Linked DNA regions of Zea mays: region 1 is linked to region 2. Evidence: chromatin contacts called from public Hi-C data. All regions are on one chromosome and are shown on one strand. Each heading gives the region's core, a stretch centred on a gene start, on an enhancer-like site or on the middle of the called end of the contact. The rest is flanking DNA. Distances are from core to core; before and after follow the strand shown. Region 1 has its middle 260 kb from the start of LOC118471894. Region 2 has its middle 29 kb from the start of LOC118471894.

The links. A called contact is a pair of places that touch in the nucleus more often than the background predicts.
Region 1: a contact with region 2 is called in a Hi-C map of leaf, with 5 times the contacts expected there. The contact joins two enhancer-like sites. A contact is called at or near these places in 2 of 25 Hi-C or Micro-C datasets (endosperm and leaf).

The regions. Positions count from the first base shown.
Region 1 is chr5:111,288,193-111,292,581 of Zm-B73-REFERENCE-NAM-5.0, reverse strand. No RefSeq gene overlaps it. Among protein-coding and RNA genes, the nearest start is that of LOC118471894, 260 kb to the right of the region's middle. Within about 2 kb of position 1,576, at least 18 of the 20 cell types and tissues checked have an H3K27ac peak or open chromatin away from gene starts, as enhancers often do. A contact at or near this core is called in leaf, where this site is marked.
Region 2 is chr5:111,054,079-111,058,328 of Zm-B73-REFERENCE-NAM-5.0, reverse strand. No RefSeq gene overlaps it. Among protein-coding and RNA genes, the nearest start is that of LOC118471894, 29 kb to the right of the region's middle. Within about 2 kb of position 1,963, at least 19 of the 20 cell types and tissues checked have an H3K27ac peak or open chromatin away from gene starts, as enhancers often do. A contact at or near this core is called in leaf, where this site is marked.

The DNA.
Region 1 (4,389 bases), core at 327-2,826, 230 kb before region 2:
AGGGGGTGTGTTTGCATCATGTATCTTGTCATGCAGCTCTTGCATTTGCCTGAAGGCCTTTGCAAAGATGATGTCTGTCGCACTGCCTATGTCCACTACGACATTATGCAGTACCCTTCTCTGTGCTTCGTTCTTCTGTTTCTTATTGGTTGGTTCAGAACTTGAGCCACCTGTGATTGGGAGCACCAGCTTCGTAGCCGAAGGTGCCAAAGGTTGGTGGTCTTGCGAAGCCATTGTTGGAATCATGGAAGTGAGTTCACTGGAGGTGGGCGCCAATGTTGGTCACTTGTTCTCAAATGTTATATATCAAGAACAAGGCAACAGAATTGTTAGTCATTACGGACCTTCGTCTAACCGAAGCATTATCTCCTCGTGGGAATAATGCTTCGCCAGACGAAGGTTAAAAAGGACATACCTTCATTATTTAATATACGAGTAATAATGCAAAGGGATAAATATAATAAGTACATTTCATTAATTGATTTATCCTTATATCCCATAAAATAGAAATGAATGTAAACAATGTTAATATTACATTGATACCTTCGACTTGCTCGAAGGTGTGGATGCGAGAAAGTGAATACAATCCAGCATGAAAAGTACGGGGTTACTGTTAATCTATTTTTAGGCTCGGGACGTAGCCCGAGTTTAATTACATTCATACCCCTGAATGTTTATTTACAAGCAACTAAAGCAAATAAGGTCTATTTAGTCTTTTACTTTTTTGCTTGGTCTGAGCCGAAGCTATTGAGCTTCGGCATTCCGCAACGCTGCTTATTCACAAGGCCTTCGTCTTGAGAACCTGAGCCGAGGTTGATGATGGCTTCGGTGAGCTTTTATATTATCTTGCCGAAGGTGTTTTGGTCTTGAGGACCTTCGATGGAGGAGAAGGCTCCCAACATGGCCCATAGTCGATCGGACGGACACGAGTTCATCTTCCCACTCGCCGAACAGAGCAGCGGCGCAGGGGCCCTAACATGGCGGTGCGCTCATCGGAGAGCATCCAAAGTCGAGCCCTAGCATGTTTTAATGACCACGGCAAAGCGTAAACGAGTGTAGGGAGATAGGTGAACTCGAGGAAGGCCCTCATACGTGGATTCGAGCAACAGAACACACTGTCACGGAGCCTTGCGGACCCGCGGTTTTCTTGAATTCCTGCGAGCAATTCCATTGCACCCGGCCACCCCAGCTGCACGAGGAAGCACTAGATCCATGCGGTATACACCGGTGAAGGTCCCTGACCGCAAGCCGAGGCCAAAACGGCGACTGGGTAGCGAATCCACGGCGGCGGTGGCCCTCTCTTCCCCGCTGTGCACCCACCACGGTCGGGTTCCCAGTGATGGGGAAAAGGAAGGGGAAACCGGCAATCGTTTTATAAGACCAGGACGAGTCCGCGCCGAGGAGGTTGGGGCGATGCAAATTCCACGGTGAGCTCCTAGACGTCATTCGCGATGACGAAATCAGCCCCGACGCAACAACCCTAGGAAGAAGAAATACCTGGCCTGACCTATTGGGTCCACGCGCCAGTGGGTGGAGGGGTACACGGTCACGGCGCCCCGGCTTGTATGCGCACGCGGCATTCTCAGACGAACGGGCCCGCATCATCAGCGAGCGCGGGTGAGGAGCTGTCAACTGACGGGGTGACCCCACATGTCGGCGCGCACATGGTTGGCTGGGCCGCTCGGCAAGGAGAACTTGGGCCGCACAGGTAAGTTTCTTCATTTCATTTTTCTGGTTTTGTTTTTTTCTTTTTGATTTAAAATTTCAAATTCAAATCCAAGTTAAAGTCTAAGAGTTCAAATTTAATGCACACTCAAAATCCCAGCATGGTGCAAAACTATATTTTATTTATTATCCTATTTAAAATAACACTTTAAAATGTGCAATCTATACACAAAATAGGAATTAGGTATTTTAGAAAATCATTTTTAGTGTATAAAGTTTTATAGAGAGTCCTTGTAAATAAATTTTTAAGGAAAACCAACATGATATAGAAATTCTTTTTATTCAAATTTTTATTATACTATCTTTGTTTTAAGAGATGTAACCCTAAAGCTAACAAAACTCTTATTGAAAGGTATTTTAATTCAAAATCCATGGAAAATTTTACTAGGCTGACAATATAATACTTTGAGGTATTACAGGTGAATCCATGCACATTATTCCCCACAACTTGTTGAGCTATGATCTTTTTTGAGCTCACCCTTGCGATATATAACCCCAACCCCACAGGTGAAGAGTAGGTAGCCCAAGAGGAGGTCTACAACGAGGAGTACGAGCTTATCTTGGTGGCGTCTCTATCAGCTTTATGGCGCGAAGGAATAATTATTAGTTCGCTTTATTGATGTCATTTATTTTTGTAAGACACTTCCGTGATGTAATAATATTTGTGGCATTTATCTCTATACACTTGATCATTATTATATGTGTTGTTCTTCTTTGGCGCACATATGAGATGCACCCGGCTTTACCCCTTAAATCCAGGTGTGACACTTCTGTGGAACAATCCCATTCTTTGTTGACCTGACTTATTACGACCACAGAGTCCCCTTACACCATCAACCGCTTTACTTCGAGCTAAACAATAATGTGCAGTCCATGAATCATAGCATCATACATTGCAATATTGTTTGAGGCTGGGAACAGGAGTTGTAGCACATACATGACTTGTTCCCCTTTCCAAGTGATATAGAGAATCCCTTGTCTAGCGCCTTGTAGCTTCAATGACCCATCAAATTACATCTTCCAGACTTCTATTGGCTTGGGATTTTAAAGAACCTAATGTTTTGTCCACTCCAAAATGAAATCAACCAAAGCTTGGGTCATGATAGCCATCTGAGGCCGGAACTCTATATCATGATCCCCCAGCTCGCATACTAATTCGGTCATTCTACCCATATCCCTCTATTGTGCAGTATGTCACCGATCAGGATACCGATGACCACTACGACTTTGTGATCATCAAAGTAGTGGTGCAGCTTGCATGCAGTGAGGAGGACAAACACAATAGCTTCTAAACTTGAGGGTACCTAATCTTGGATAGCCCGAGGACTTCACTAATGTAGTAGACTAGGTACTAAGTCACCTTCACATGCCCTTCTTCTTTTTGCTCGACTACCAACGCAAAGTCACCACGTGAGTCTTGCACGAGATGGACAAAAACATATCTTAAGTTGGCTGATCTTTGGTGGCCCAGTTTGGTGGCTTGAGGACCGAAGGGCGTGTCAAAAACTTCTGGAGTGCATTAACTGCTTCTTGTGCCTCTAGAGCCCACTCAAACTTGTCCACTTTCCTTAGCATCTTGTAGAACGACATGCCCTTTTTGCGAGGCCATGAGAAAAATTGGATAGAGGTAGCCATGCATCCTGTCAGCTTTTTCACCTTCTTTTGAGATCTAGTTGGTTCCATCTGTGGGATAGTGTCAATCTTATAGGGATTTGCCTCAATTGCCATGTGGCTGACAATGAAACCAAGCAGCTTTCATGTCGGTATCCCGAACACACATTTGTCTGGGTTAAGTTTGTAGCAGTAGCGTCTAAGTCTGTTTAAGACTTGTCGTAAGTCATTGATGAAAGTATCTAGGTCCTTCATCTTGATCACTACATCATTGATGTAAGCCTCCACGTGCTTGCCCTAGTGGTTCGCTAGACATGTCTAGATAGCCCACTAATATGTTGCCCTAGCGTTCTTCAAGCCGAAAGGCATGGACGTGTAACAAAATGCCCTAAAAGGCGTGGTGAAGCTGGTCTTCTCCTAGTCTTCCTTCGCTAGACTAATTTAGTGATACCTCGATTAACAATCTAGGAATGAGAGCAGGGAGCATCCCATAGTAGAGTCTACCACCTGGTCTATTCTAGGGAGCTCGAAGGGATCCTTCAGTCAGTATTTGTTGAGGTCGGTATAGTCAATGCACATGCTCTAGTCTACTTTATTCTTTTTTAGTACAAGAACAAGGTTTGCATGCCATTTGGGGTGCACAACTTCTCTAATGAATCCGTAAGCTACTAGATGAGTCAAATTTTCCTGGATTGCCTCTCACTTGTTAGGGGTCAATCGGCGTAGCTTTTGTCAAATCAGTTTCACCTAGGAATAGACCTTGAGCTAGTGATCGGTTAGTTCCCTGGGAACCTTAGGTATGTACGCAGGTTTCCATGCAAACACGTCATGGTTATGCTACAAGAACCGGACAAACATGTCTTCCTAATTGGAACTGAGGCTAGAGCTGATGATCGTCATCTGGAGCACAAAGGGGAGGTCGAGGCTAGCTTTCTTGGTCTCCTCTACCAGTCGTACGACCAGTATTGGGATCGTCTCCAAGGTCAGGATTAGAAGGTCATCCTTTGGGAGTGTGTCCACATCTGTCACCAATCGCTTCTGTGCCACTAAGGT
Region 2 (4,250 bases), core at 714-3,213:
GTGTGATCACATGGATTGAAGATGAAATAGAACCTTTCGATGAGTCCTAACCAGAATAGTAGACTTTTGTGCCTGTGTGGGTGCTCAAGGGGCTCTATCATTGCTCGAAAAGGCTGGCTGTGATCATGCTAAGGCTATAATTCAGCCAGAATTCTTAGTTTCAGCAAATGATATTAGAGAACCTTCAGCCGAAGCTAACGCCCTTGACAGGAAATTTTATTCTGAAGTGTGGTTGAATGGCGGAAGAGAGATAGCAGACGAAGCTATCAGGTAGAGCGAAGAAGAATCTCATCTTGCTTCAGGGGAAGCAAGAAAAGCTGAAGAAGCCGCAAAGCACGAAAGGCATATAGGTGTGTTTGTCATATTTTAGCTTCGTATTTGACAAAATCTTATATTTTTCGCAGCTGAACTCTCTCCTCCTCTGGAACCGTATGACCCTGACATCGATTCAGCACTGTAACACCCGAAATCTTGTTTTATGAATTTGTAGAAAAAAATCAAACTAAAATGTCCCTAATGGATAATCATTCTATGGAATTCACCCTTTATAAAATAAATAGTAAAATTTAAAGCAATGGGAGTTAATATATATAATAAAAGAGTTACAATTTATTATCACCATCAAGAAATATATAAAACATTCTCTTTTGAGTTAAAGTCACTATTGTTAAAGAATTCATATTAACTTCTTCCTAAATTAAAAGGGTAAGGCATATTGAATTATTGGAGATACATTTAATTAGATATACATTCAATATAATGACTTCTTTGGAATAAGTGAATGTGAAGCATCCTATCTAAATAAATAAAATAAATCTTTGCATCATTCTGGGATTATTTTGGTTGTTGCATATAAACTGACTTTGAAATTCAAAACAGATTTGAATTAGTGACTCATTTCAATTTAAAATAGTTAAAACAAATAGAAATTTAAATTAGAAAAGGAAAAAGAGAAGGAAACCTGCGCCTGGGCCAAATCTCATCTGTCTCGGCCCATCTCTTTCCTTCCCCCTCAAATGCGTGTCGGCCCACTATACTCCACGCACTGGCCTGTTGTTACACTGCCACTGTGGGCCCGCTCGTCGGTTGCCCATGGGTGCACACCGGCCCTGGCTCCCTCTGTCACGTGGGCCCACACCCTCAGCCGCTCGACCAGTGGTATTCCTGCGCACCTTCCTCCACTCTCGTTGGTACCTGGGGCCCACTGCCTAGCCTCTGGTTCTCTGAGCAGGTTCGCCTCGTTAGCGCTCACTCACTGCCGTGTGGGTCCACCGTGTCAGTACCATCGTCCTCGGATCGTTATCGGTCACGGCGCCGCTCAACAGAATCCGCTCGATTACAGCCGAAGCTAGTTGTTAGGATCTTGGCGAAGATTGTGGGATTCGGGTGCCATCCTGGGGTACTTATAGGTGACCTAGCCACCTCCTCTCGTTCATCAGATCCCGACCCCGAGTAGAGCCAATGGAGAGCAGTCTAGTAGAAAAGAAACCACCGTCGATGTGTGCTGCCCGTGCTGCCGGTCTATGGCCAGAGTGGGGCTATGGTTGTTGACGAGGCCGTGGTGAACCTAGGCACGGAGTCGTAGGAACTGGAGACCAACCGAATCCTCCCTAATTCATCGTCGGTGTCAGGAAATCCGCCGCCGTGCCGCGCGGTATCGTGGGTGGAACCCGGAAGTTCCATAATCCGAGGTAAAAACTTCTTCTATGTGTTCGCCCACGCAGCCATTAGGGTAGGAACCATTCTAGGGCAAGTATTGGTCACCGTGGGGGATAGCTCAACTAGCGCCGGTGTGGGCGCCGCCGTGATGGGCGGTCGACGCCGCTCGACCTAGCTCAAGGAAGAAGGAGAACGTAGTGGCTGTAGATCAAAGAATGGACGGACGAGATTGGGTTGCTGTGTACCCTTTCGCCCATTTAGATCTGGTCGTAGATCCTGGATCCAACAGTTGTGGGCGCATACCGGTTCGCGAGGTTTGGGGATCTAATCCAAGGCATTGAAAACTGATCGGACGGCCAGTATTTCACCATACCCATTCGGCCAGGGGCAATTGCAAAAGAGCCCCTGGATTTCTAAATAATCAACCCGCCATCCAGTTCTTATATAAACTAATTGCAGTCAGGCCCTGTTATCTACATGCTAGACCCTGGAAATTGTAGTAATTGTGTCCCCGATCCAATTAGGTCAGACTTATTAAAATAAATCAGAAAATGGGTTTTAATCTCCAAAACCTTAATAAATCCATATCTTGCTCAATTTAACTCCTTTTTAATCCGTTCTAGTTGCAATAAATTCATGTTAATATTTTTTATCACCTAGTACCTTTGTTTAGCCATGAAACTTGATTTAAAATTATTCACTTGAATTACTGTATTCTAGGTACTAAATAACTCCAGAAATTCATAACTAGAGAACCGTAACTCCGATTTGATACGTTCAAATTGTGTTAGATTCATAATAATATCATCTGTACAATTTGACACTAACATTTATCACAACCCATACTTTTATTATTAGAAATTTGTCTATCCTATGTTTAATAGATTAACTCCTCTAATCGAAGTTAACCTATCCATTTATAATTTGATTAATATATATATATGATATCTAGTTAAGTTATAATTAAGATTAAGGTTGAGTTAGTTTTTATAGAATAGTATCTCATATGATATACACTAACCAACTTATAATATAAATTAATATTTAAACCACAAAGATTTACCATAAATCCTATCACTTTAACCGTAACTCTGGTTTTAGCCATTCTCGAACCCACGATCTTGTTACGACACGTAGAATATTCTTATGCAATTTATTCTTATGTTTGGTGTGATGTTAATTTTGCCTATACATTGTTTGTTTGTATTGCTACGACTAGCGCGAGGTTACGAGTTACCTGAAGAGCAAGTTGGTACCTGGAATCTCAATTCCCAACAAGTTGTGCCCTTGATCACTTCTTTTTACCCAATCATGTTCTAATTAATCATAATGATCTGCATAGGTTAATTTTGATGGTACCCAATAGGTTACCCTAGTTTGGATATCTTTATACCTTGTTTACCACTGAATTTTTGGGTAGTACCTACTATTGCTTTATGTGGTTTTGGGATGGAGATATACATTATTCATTATCATTATTTTATTATCAGTTTGTTATTTACTGTTCATGATAAGATCATTATGTTAATTGGAACATGGAGCGACCACCCAGGAAAACAGTGCTACCACAAGGGTGGTATGGGACGCCCTTGGCTGACTAATTAGGAAAGCTAGTGGAGGACTACCTTACCTGAAAGGGGCAAGGGCAGTAGGGGAGTGGTCAGTGTAGGGAGGCCCTTGGGTTGATTTTGCTGCGATGGCGGTCAGGCGAGGGGTCCCTGCATTGGATCTTCCTAGAAACTGTAGCGGGTTTTCTGAAGCTAGTGGAACTTTGTAAAGGCCTCATAATGGAACCCTGCCTCACTTCCTTAGTAGAGGTGTTTGGGGTCCGATCAACCCCATGGCAAATGGGTAACACGACTAGTGGGTAAAAATGTGCAACCTCTCCAGAGTGTAAAACTGGCATATCAGCCGTGCTCACGGTCATGAGCAGCTCGGACCCTCACATGATTAATTTATGGAACTAAATTCAATTTGTCATATGCATTGCATTGTGGGTGTTGTATCACTTTTGTTCTACTACTTAATTGGGTTGGTATTTACTTATACTTAGTAATTGCTAATAAAATTTTGACCAACTTTAAAAGCAATGCTCAGCTCTAACCATCCTCTTTGGTAAGCTTACACTTCACATGAGCTCCCACCTTTGGCGAGTTCATGCACATTATTCCCCACAACTTGTTGAGCGATGAATGTATGTGATTTCACTCTTGTTGTCTCACACCCCCACAGGTCAAGAACAAGTACCGCAGGATGAGGCGCATGGAGGATGTTGTGATGAGTTCATGAGAGGTCTAGGCCGTCGTCTCCCAGTCAACTTTGGGGTTGCTGGAGCGTCGTCTCCTTAGGATGTAATTATTTATTTATTTTGTACAGAACTCCTATTATATAGTAAAGATGTGATATTCGTTTATGTACCATGATTCATCATATGTGTGAGACTTGGTCCTAGCACACTTGGTTATTATTTCGTGTCCGGGTTTTGGACCCCTAAAACCCTGGTGTGACAAGCACTAAAGGACACTTTTGACGAATTCAAAATAGTGAATGCAGCAAAAGATGAAGCTGTTGAGAAACTTCTAAATGAAGCT